Linked DNA regions of Dromaius novaehollandiae: region 1 is linked to region 2. A link is a contact called in public Hi-C data. All regions are on one chromosome and are shown on one strand. The core of a region is the stretch at or near the end of the contact, and the rest is flanking DNA. Distances in the headings are between cores, read along the strand shown. Region 1 has its middle 110 kb from the start of NFE2L3. Region 2 holds the start of HOXA10 (homeobox A10).

Region 1 (5,084 bases), core at 1,224-3,723, 670 kb after region 2:
CCCCTGTCCTTACAGCCAGTGGCGACTCCGCCAGGTTTTGTCTTTGTGTGTGCGTGTGTTTTTACAATATTTCCTTCTGGAAACAGATGTGTACTTTATTTCAGGCGAGCTTTCTGCTTTTTTTCCTAACCCGCTAATTCCCCGAGTTTATTCGTGCCACAGACAATAAAGCCATAAAGCTGACTGCAGAAATTTGTTTGCCGTAAGGACGTGTTATTTGAGCCCCGGGTTTCGGGATTCTGACACTTCCCCAGATCAAAGGGCCCCCCTTAAAAAACGCCGTGCGGTGCCGCGTGTGTGCGCGCAGGGAAACGCCGCGCAGGGGGGGAGGAGAGCGCGCAGGGAGCCCGGCGGCGCCGCCGCCGCCCCGGCGCGCGGCTCCCCCCGGGCGGGCGAGCGGGCGGCGGCTCCCGGCGGCCCCACGTCCGCCCGGGCAGGCTCCCCCCAGGCAGAGCCGCGCTGCCCCCTCGGGACCCCGGGCTGCCTCTCCGCTGTCCGGTGCGGGACAGCTCGGACGCGCAGGACGTTTCCCTGCTCCGCAGCGCCGGGCTCCGCGCGTGGTTTGGTCCCTCCGCGCTGCGGCTGCCTCGATAGTTTTAAAGCACCACGTCTAATGGCACGGCATTACTTTTACTACCAGATATCGACTCCCGAAAAGTAGATTTAAATTACGTGCTGCAGAAGGGATACTATAAACCGGCAGAAAACAGAATCCCTCCTCAAACACATTTATGGGCTGAGGCTGCAAAGATCACAGGCTTCAGGTTTTGCCTTCGGTTGAAAGGTTGTCCCAGCACGGGAAGTCATTTGATAAACCTTAAGCTGTACTTCATAATCTTTACTGCTTTATGGCGCTTTCCAAATCTCTAACACACTGTAACCTTTTCAAGACAGATTGCCAGACAACATTTCGGTGTTAGGTTTACTTAATGCAGTTCTTGTGAGGAAGCGAATTTTCACGGTGCCCACATTACTGCCGGGAACTCCCCCCCCTCGCCTCAGCCCCGCGGAGCCGTCGCCTGCAAAGATTTATGAAACCTGTTGATTTATAACATCGTATGCCGGAATTTTGATCTGTCAGCTTAGAGCCCGCACGGTGTCTGAGGCTGCCACCGCGTGAAGGGCGCTTTCCGTACGTGTTCCCCTGATTAGTGCTTCCACGGAGAGGAGGGAATTTATGATTTATGGCCATGTTCAGCCATTTAGGAAGCGAAATTAACCCCAGAACGCCTCCGTCCCTTTTGAAGTTCACGGGTTGTTTTCCTTACTGTACAGCGCGAGGATCAAAGGCTCGAAACGCCCTCTTGTGTTTATTTTATTTGCAAAGAAGAGGAGAAAAGGATCTCTCGGGCAATTAAAGGATCAGCTCGCCGCGGCCGCGGAAACCCAACACCGGGCGGGAGCCGAGCCCGGCGCTGCGGCGCGGGACGGCCGCCTCCGCGGGTCCCGCCGTGACGCAACGGCCCCTCCCTCGTGACGTCACCCCAGCCCCTCTCCGGGGCTGCTCCCTGCCTCGGCTTCTGCCGACGAAACAGCGGCGCTGAAGGAGCCCGGGGTTGGAGGGGCCGGGGGCTGGTTTTGTTAAACGCCGAACAAAAGCCCCGTCGGGGCAGCGCGGAGAGCGAAGTGACTCGCCAAGAAACCGCGCTCTAGCGGCGCCGCAACCCCGCGCTCCGCCCGCACTGGCGCCATGGGGCCGCCGCTCCTGCCGGCGCGCCCTGCTCCCCGCCGCGGCTCCCGCCGCCCCTTGCGCTGCCCCCGCCCGCGCGTCCGTCACCGCCGCGCAGCTGCGTCACCCCGCCGCCCGCCCGCTGATTGGTGGCCCGGCGCCGGTGACGTCGGAAGCCGGGAGGATGACGGACGGCGCGCGGCGCTGACGCAGCGGGACCGGGCGGGGAGCGGCGCGGGGCTCGGGCCCCGGGAGGGCAGCGGGGGAGCCGCGCCGGGCGGTGAATTAGGAGCCCCCGAACGCGCCCGGTGCCGTCTGTGCAACGCGAGAGCGGCGGCGGGGTGCTTGGGCCCCGGTCGCTTCTCTGCGGACTTTGCTGGTGTCTAGCCGACGCCCCGCACGGCGGCCCGCGAGCGGCGGAGCGGCACCGGCGCGTTTCGCCCGCGGAGGAGCTGCACTCAGCCCGCGCAAGCCGAGGGGAAACACGCGGGGCTGTGCGGCACCGGGGCAGCGCAGTTTCCTCCTGCCTCCGAAAACCTCTTTGCACATGTAACTAACGAGCGTGTAAACACACACACACCCCGCTCTATTTCATAGGCGGGTTATCCCGATTTTGCATAAATTTTGCAGGCGCACGCACAACGTACAGGCCTGAAAAATGCAGATTATACGGGACTGTTACGCGTGTGAATATAGGACGCACACGCTGCGGAGGTGGTCGGAAGACATTTAGGAGTCAGAGCCACGTTACGCCTCTACCACCGTTCCGCGCCCGCCGGGCCGCGCTACCCCCCGCCGCGGCGCGCCCGGCATGCAAATCTCCCCTGATTGACACTCCCGGAGGCAGCCAATGGCGCCGCACCTCGCCACTCATTGGCAGGCGAGCATTCTGACGTCAGAGGCGGTGCGCGGCGCCAACGCTGGCCAATCCCCGCCGCGTATACAAATAGAGGCGGGGCGGCTGCCGGAGGCGGGGGCGCGGGGGGGCTCGGGCTGGCGCTCGCCGCCCCGTGGCGGGCGCGGGGCTCTGCAGCGGGCAGGGCTGGCGGCGGCGGCGGCGGCGGCGGCGGCGGCGCCGCGCCTCGTTTTTGCGCTCCGAGTTGCCCCGCGCTGCTGGACAAGTTAAAAATGCAGCGGCCACGCCGGCAGCGGGCTTCCCTCGCTGCACCCCGCGGGCAGCCGCTTGCACCTCTTGCAATTCCACCCTTTTTTCTTTTTTTTACATGTTTTCATTTTTTGCAAGGTCGCGTTGGGACCGCCGGGGCGCTGCGAGGATCGGGCTCGAAGCCGCCGAGGGCTGCGCCCGCCCGGTTGCCGGGGGTCGGCGCCGGGGAATAAAAGCGCGAGCAAAGCCCCGCAGAGCTTCGTGCCCTCCTCCCCCCGCGCCAAGGTGCGCTTCTGCCCCGAATTTTGTATGATTCCGCCTCATTTTTGTATAAATGTATCTGTCGAGGGAAGCGGCAATTAATTAACGTTTATTTTAAAAAAAGCAAAACAGGTTCCGCTGTGACCCCCTCCCCGAAAAGGGGCAAAAGCGACGTGCCGCGGGCGCTTAGCTCGGGACGAACCGAGCCCGGGCACGCGGGCAGCGCGGGCGCGCTGGGGGTCCCGGTGCGGCGGCAGCTCCGCGCCCCGCGCTGCCCCGGCGCCGCGGACGCGCGCACACGCTGTCTCCCCTTGCCTTTAACCCAGCCTCGGGGACGTCGCCGCGGGGAGGTCGGGGAGCCCCGGGCACGTCCCAGCCTGCGCTCCCTGTGGGTCCTGCCCCTGCTTTCATCTCGCTTTCACAGTATTCGCATTTGTTCTTTTTAAAAATTTTCCTCCTGGAAGATTGCAGCCCCTTCTGCCATTTGTTTAAGTTCGTTTTAGCCGAGGAGGCACCTGGAGGCGACTGTAGCTAGCGATTTGAACAACTTTTAACCGGCCGAAGAGACGCTGCGCGGCTGCCCGGCGCCCTCCTACTCCGCAAATGCGCGGCGGCAATACGCGTGCGCGCGTGTGCGCGACTTGCGAGTGTCTGTGTCTGCGTGCGTGGAAAAAACGCTGGTATTCAGTGCTCAGCATTGGGAAGTAATCCCACAAAAGAATAAACGTGATGTTCGTGTGTATCGGATAAAAGATTTTTCTTTTTTTCCCCAGTATTTTGTTTTTTCTCACTCGGAAAGAACAATAAACCGATGCTATTTATGGGACCATCCACAGCAGTTTATCCCACAGTGATCCGGCACATGAAAAACGCGTTTCCCTGCAGCAAAGAAGGGCGAAAAGCCACCTTTGCAGCAACAGGCAGAGCGATTCAGCGTTTGCACGGCGCGGCTGGACGCGGGGGCTGTGGCTCCGCGGGAGAGGTCAGCGGGGGGACAAGGAGGCTGCAGGGTTTGGGAAAGCAGCGATTTCTGAGAACCCGTGTGGAGTCCCCCCCCCCCCCCCCTTTAAATCCTAAACAGACACTCCAAGAAGGAAACAATTCTGATTTGTTTTCACTGGGGGTTGTAAAGCAAGACCCAAACAAAGTTAGAAATATAAACCAACGGAAAGAGCTCCCAGCTGTTTAGCTGCTGCTTCTAAACAAGCCCCATCTCCTTTTCTCTCTCTGCCCTCCCCGGTCTCCCTGGCTCGTGGTTTCTTTCTAAATAAGGAAGGCTCCCTAGAGCACAGCCCGCCGGACCCCGCTCCCTCGAGAAGCGGCTGCATAGTTTGGCGAGAGGCGACGGGGCCTTGCAGCGGGGGGCGATCGGGGACGGAGGTGGCTCTGCAGCCGAGGGGAGATACCTGCCATGGCAACGAGGAGAAACAAACCCCACGCTCCGGCGCACAAGCCTGATTACCCAAGGGGCTCGCAAAGTATCCCCTCTCCCATCCCTGAATAATAGGAAATAATTGACCCTGTGCAAAATGGGTCTCTTTCTTCCTCCCCCCTCATTTTCCTGGTGTGTCGGTCATTCCCAGGGACTGTGGAGGGAATCAGGCAGGCCTGCTGTGAGCCCCATGCGGTCCCCGATGGGCTCCTGGGGGTCCCCACCAGCCCCCGGTCCCGGCGTCCCCTTTCATTTGCCTCTCACTAATCCTGTGCCTCCAACCTCTCCCAGCCCCCTCCAGCAGCCCACCTCATTTCTGGCCTGTTCTTGAACCACCATTTCTTTTTTCGCCAGGCTGCCTTCCTCCACCCTGATGATTTTGAGTATTGAGTCTGTGGTTTTTCTTGTCTGCCTGTTTTATTTTCATCCAAAGTCCGAGAACGGTGATTTTTAACTGCTTTTGCCTTGTAGTTTGTTTATTTCTACAGTGCAGGCTGTCTGTCTGCAAGGGTGAAGCCCTGAAATCCTCCCCCGCTCCCGGCTTTCCCTTTTCCGTGGAGCTAAGCGACCTCACAAGCACACTGTCCCCGAAAGCAGCCCGACCCGGGCCAGGGCGC
Region 2 (4,730 bases), core at 2,202-4,701:
CCCTTGTTGTTTCCCTGCCCCATTCAATGCTCAACTGAATAAATCAAAGGGCCCCCAGCAGCAGTTAAAGCGCCCTCTGGTTACGAATTGTTTACTGACGGCCGCGGTCATAGGATAATATTAAAAAAAACAAGCTTGTTTCTTACAATAACTGTTTATTATTTCACATGATTTGGGTTTGCATGTTTCGTGGGAAGAAGCGAAACCAACTCAGTGTCTACACTGTGTTTAATTAATCGTGTACTCGACTTCAGTTCATATACCACATCCAAACCCCTGGGAGGCTTTTTCATAAGCTCTTCGGGTTTGTGTTTTGTTGTCTTTTTTTCTGCCACAATCTTTTCATTAAACGCTCTGAAATCGAAACTTCAGGCCAACATGTGTGTCTGAGAGACAAGCTATACTGCAACCAAAATGAGATATTTGTGTTTGTACCCAGATCTTATTTAAAGAAAAGACTGCTACGGAAAGGGGAGAAGCGATACGGTTTCAAATGCTTAATACAGCTGTGCGGCCCATTTCTCTCAATAAGGTTACACTTAAAAGACAGGCCCATATATTTAAGATTTTACCCATACATGTATAACCCGATATCACTGTTGCTTCTGGACGGTGTTTAGGGCTATACAGACAATGGGAAGCACCGTTCTTCTCACCAGAGGCGTAGGAATGGCGGTGATACAAACCCTTCACGAATTGGTTGGGGTGTATTTTGCTCTGCCGCATACAAGAATCCGGAGCCCATCAGAATTACTCGCAAAATATGTTCCAAATCCAACTGAGTAAAACGATACACATATACTATAAAATATACTTAGGGGAACAGGCCTCTGGATGGCTGAAATAACTGGAATAAAATTAAATCTCACCCTAATTTTTTACAAGATAATCCGCCACAACAAGCCAACCCCCCTCCCCCCATTGTGAAAGAATTTCTAGTAAAGGTAAAATTAGTGGGGCCGTCACTTGTCACCTAACTTGTCACGGACGCAGTTCCTAAACCTCCTGCTTGAATTCCGCCTTCTTTGGAGTAGATCCAGACAAAAAAAATAATTAAAAAAAAATCTGGCACACACGCACGTTCCTGACAAATGACAGTTCCAATATTAAATAACTGTACTCTGATTGCATTATTTTTTTGGCGACGTATAAAATGTAATCTGCAACTGTATCCTCAGATAGGCGGCGCATGCACTCCTGTAACAAACTGCAAGGCCATTTGCATTTTTGCAAATTGCAGTTTTCCCATGTCTATAAATGAGAATGCATTTTAATTAGCTTACAAAATGCGTCTCTTGATTAACAATGCAGTATCTTTTGATTTATACAGGATATAATAAACGGATAAATCATGATTTAACATGATGCATTTTGGAATTTCCAACCAGAGTTTGCTTAGGCTGAGCTGTCGGGTTTTATTTATTTCCTTTTTGTTTTTAATTTTAGTCAAACCAATAAAACAGGTTAACGACTCTATTAATTCATCTATTATATTTTTCTTAGATCGATAAAGCTTTATTTGGATAGTGTTGTTTATGCACGCCGTGGATTTTGATTCTCCCGAAACCACCTTATTACTGGTTTTGATATTTATCTGAATTTTATTTGCTCGATTTTATGGACCCTCGGATAGCTTTACTTACAGAATTAGAATTAAAAAGAAAATATTTCTCCTCCCCTGGCGTCCACAATATTCTTTAAAATTTCTTTTAAATAGGGGTTAAGCTCCAAGGGACACATTGCTAAGCGCTGGAAACGCAGTAGCTACACACAATGCATGCCAAATTAGCTCAGTTTAGTCAGAATTGACCATTATCTTTTATAGTTAAGAATCAAGCGAACATTATTAGTTTTACTTCACTGGGTTTGATGATGCTGGTTACTATTTGCCTTGGCCTTGTTAGCGATTAAAGAAAGCAGGGATAATACACCGCCGAGCTGAGTTCATGATCTAGACGGAGTGCCTTGACCATCAAAACAGCACTGCTCATTATGAAAATCTCAACAAAAAAGGGCACAGATCGTTTTTTTCCGATGGCAGCTTCTGCAGGACCCGGGCACTCTCCTTTTGGTCAAAGTAACCGAGGGCTAAAACCGAGCGCCTGCGTGGCGAATCTTTTGCCACAGAACCTATAGGGGGGGCAGGAGAAAAGTTAAGTAAAAAACTAGTTTTCTTCTTCCAAATAGTCTCTGGCCCCTGTGTCTTTTGTCTGATTTCTCTGCATCAGCTTTCAAAGAGGAAGGAGAAGCCAACTCGTGTTCGTTCCGATACGTTTTGAGTCATTTTATTTAGGCTGACGAGGATTGTAACGTAATTTTATAGGCCGTTTCCCCCTTTAATCCAATTTTTAAAAGCGAGCTGCTTATTTTAAAAACAGCTTTGGAAGGATTTCAAGTGTTACTCCTCGATTCCGCATGGGTTTTAGGTTTGCAATCCATTTCTATTTAATTTGGCAAATGCAAAATAAACATACCGCAAGAGCGGACTTCCCCGGAGTAATTTTTATACCTGGCCTGTGTAGAGAAATGTATTTGGAACGTGGAGTTCGGACTCACATTTCATTTTATTTAGATCTGTATTTATAACGCTAAGCCTATTGATAATAGCCTTCCTGTATACTAGCCAATAAAATGGTTCCTTATATGGTATTAATTTTGTTAGCAGTGATATGGCCCTCATAGGAATCTGATAAGGTTTGTCCATCACACATTAACACATTGTGGGGTAAGTTGGGTTGGGGAAATACAAATAACATTACAGAAGGAAATGCGGGAAAAAAATCGAAGGGTTTCTATAGGCTGTTGGATCCACTCCTATCACCGCATCCGACAGGCAAGACCCGCTTAGCACTCATAAGTAAGCTGTGCTATAACGCACATTTGCTAACACTGGAAAAATAAGACGCCTTTCCATAAAGGTTTTATGGGTATTGCCAAGTTGTTACAACCTCTCCCTGCTCCAGCGTTTCCATCTGACAAGGACGGAGCCTCGGGAGGCCCCACCAGCTTAACTCGCCTGCGGAAACTAACATTCGCGTCCCGCTGTCTTCAGCACGTTTCAGAACAACTTGTCCAGGGGAATGTCAAAATGTGGGAAGAAAAAAAAAACAGAAGAGGAAGAATTTCCTCGTCGGAGGCAAACCCTGAAATGGGAAACCACGTGAGGCTTGACAGATCGATAGGCTGCAGGGGAAGCGGCCCGGGCGCCGCCGGGGCCAGCAGCGGGAGCAGCGCTGCGGGGCCGTGCGAACGCCAAGGGGCGCGGAGGGGCGCGGAGCGGCGCGGGCCGCGCTGCCCCCCGCCGCCGCCGCCGCCGCCGCCGCCGCGCTGGCCGCGCTCCGGGGCGGCAGCAGCCTCCGGGCAGTCGCCCGCCGCGGGGAGCAGCCCAGCCCGGCCCCGGCAGGCCTCGGCTGCCAGAGGCCCCCCCCGCCCCCGGCTCCGACCTCCTCCTCCGCCTCCGGCCCCCCCTCGTGGAAGCGGAGCCCGGCGGGCCGCGGTCTCGCGGGCGGAGGGGCTGGAGCAGGGGAGCCGGCCCTGCTCGGCGGCAGGGATGGGGAGCAGACGCTGGGAAAGCCCTGAGCGGCCCCAGACTTTGTTTCGACTAAAGCACCCTTAATCCTCCGGGCCAGGCAGTTAGGCGACTTCGGAATAGCATAAGCGAGGGATGATGGAAGTGAAAGCAAGAATCATTTAGCGAGTCATTAGAAAATCTATCTGTCTCTCTGTCTGCGTGCCTGTCTGTCTGCTATCTGTCTGCTACCTCCGCCACAATTGCATATTGACTGGACAGAGCTGTCTAATATCTCTGGATTCATCTACTTACTCTTTCCATTATTTAGTACTTTGCTTGTGAACGAGACGGTGCTTTTGAAGAGACGAGAAGCGAATGATGATCCAAATCGGGAGGGGGGAAATAAAAATGATCGCCCAAATACAAACACATCATTAAACAGGGTGTGTAGCATCCTGTGAGAATCCATTTGGACTGCTCACGTCTGGATTCTTTCTGTGGCATATGTCTGGCTTTATATTTTAAGTGGCGATGAGACCTGGGGAAGAGTCCAGCGTTAACTAAAGCACTGGAAGTTGCAACCACACAATCAATCCTCCTAGAGTGGCATCGGTCCCTAATAGATTCTTCAGCGCAGCAGCGAACATTTTATTTCTAGTAAATTTAACTCTAGCCTGGGGTTTTGGTGGCGATGTTAGGCTGGAAACTGCCCATTCATCAGTAGTTTAACGCTAGCGACACGAGGCCCGTTTACAGTTTCCAATGATCCGTGATAAACAATAACATGTCTTTTATTTCTTAAAAACGAGACGATCCAATAAAGGGCGCCGAGCCTAAGCATACAAAGCAGGGCGAGCCGTGGCTTTATTAATTTCGTGGCAAACACAGGCTGTGCAGCGAGGTGAGCACGCATTACTTCCTGAACGCCCGGCTGCGGGGAGAGGAGTGATAATAAAAGCTTCATCTGTGTACCGCTTCATCCTAGGTATAATAAACATCGCGACCGCTGGGCTATTTTATAGTGGTGCGCGCGATAACGGGGAACGTGAAACTCGGAGCGAGTGCCGCCGAAGCGCACCCCGTCCGCACGCCGGAGCGCAGCGCTCCGCACAGGCGCAGGCACACGCACGTGCGCCCAGTGCGCGCGCGTGTGTGTACAGAAATCCATATCGCACATTTATATACATATATATCCCAAATTCAGAGGTCGACCTGAGAG

What was found. A called contact is a pair of places that touch in the nucleus more often than the background predicts.
Region 1: a contact with region 2 is called in a Hi-C map of brain, with 13 times the contacts expected there. The contact joins the enhancer-like site here to the promoter of HOXA10 in region 2. A contact is called at or near these places in 2 of 4 Hi-C or Micro-C datasets (brain and ovary).

Annotation. Positions count from the first base shown.
Region 1 is chr2:38,584,633-38,589,716 of bDroNov1.hap1, forward strand. No RefSeq gene overlaps it. Among named protein-coding and RNA genes, the nearest start is that of NFE2L3, 110 kb to the left of the region's middle. Within about 2 kb of position 2,474, at least 2 of the 2 cell types and tissues checked have open chromatin away from gene starts, as enhancers often do.
Region 2 is chr2:37,913,184-37,917,913 of bDroNov1.hap1, forward strand. It overlaps HOXA10 (homeobox A10), which reads left to right and starts at 3,452. Exons shown (of 2, transcript XM_026103729.2): 1 at 3,452-4,730.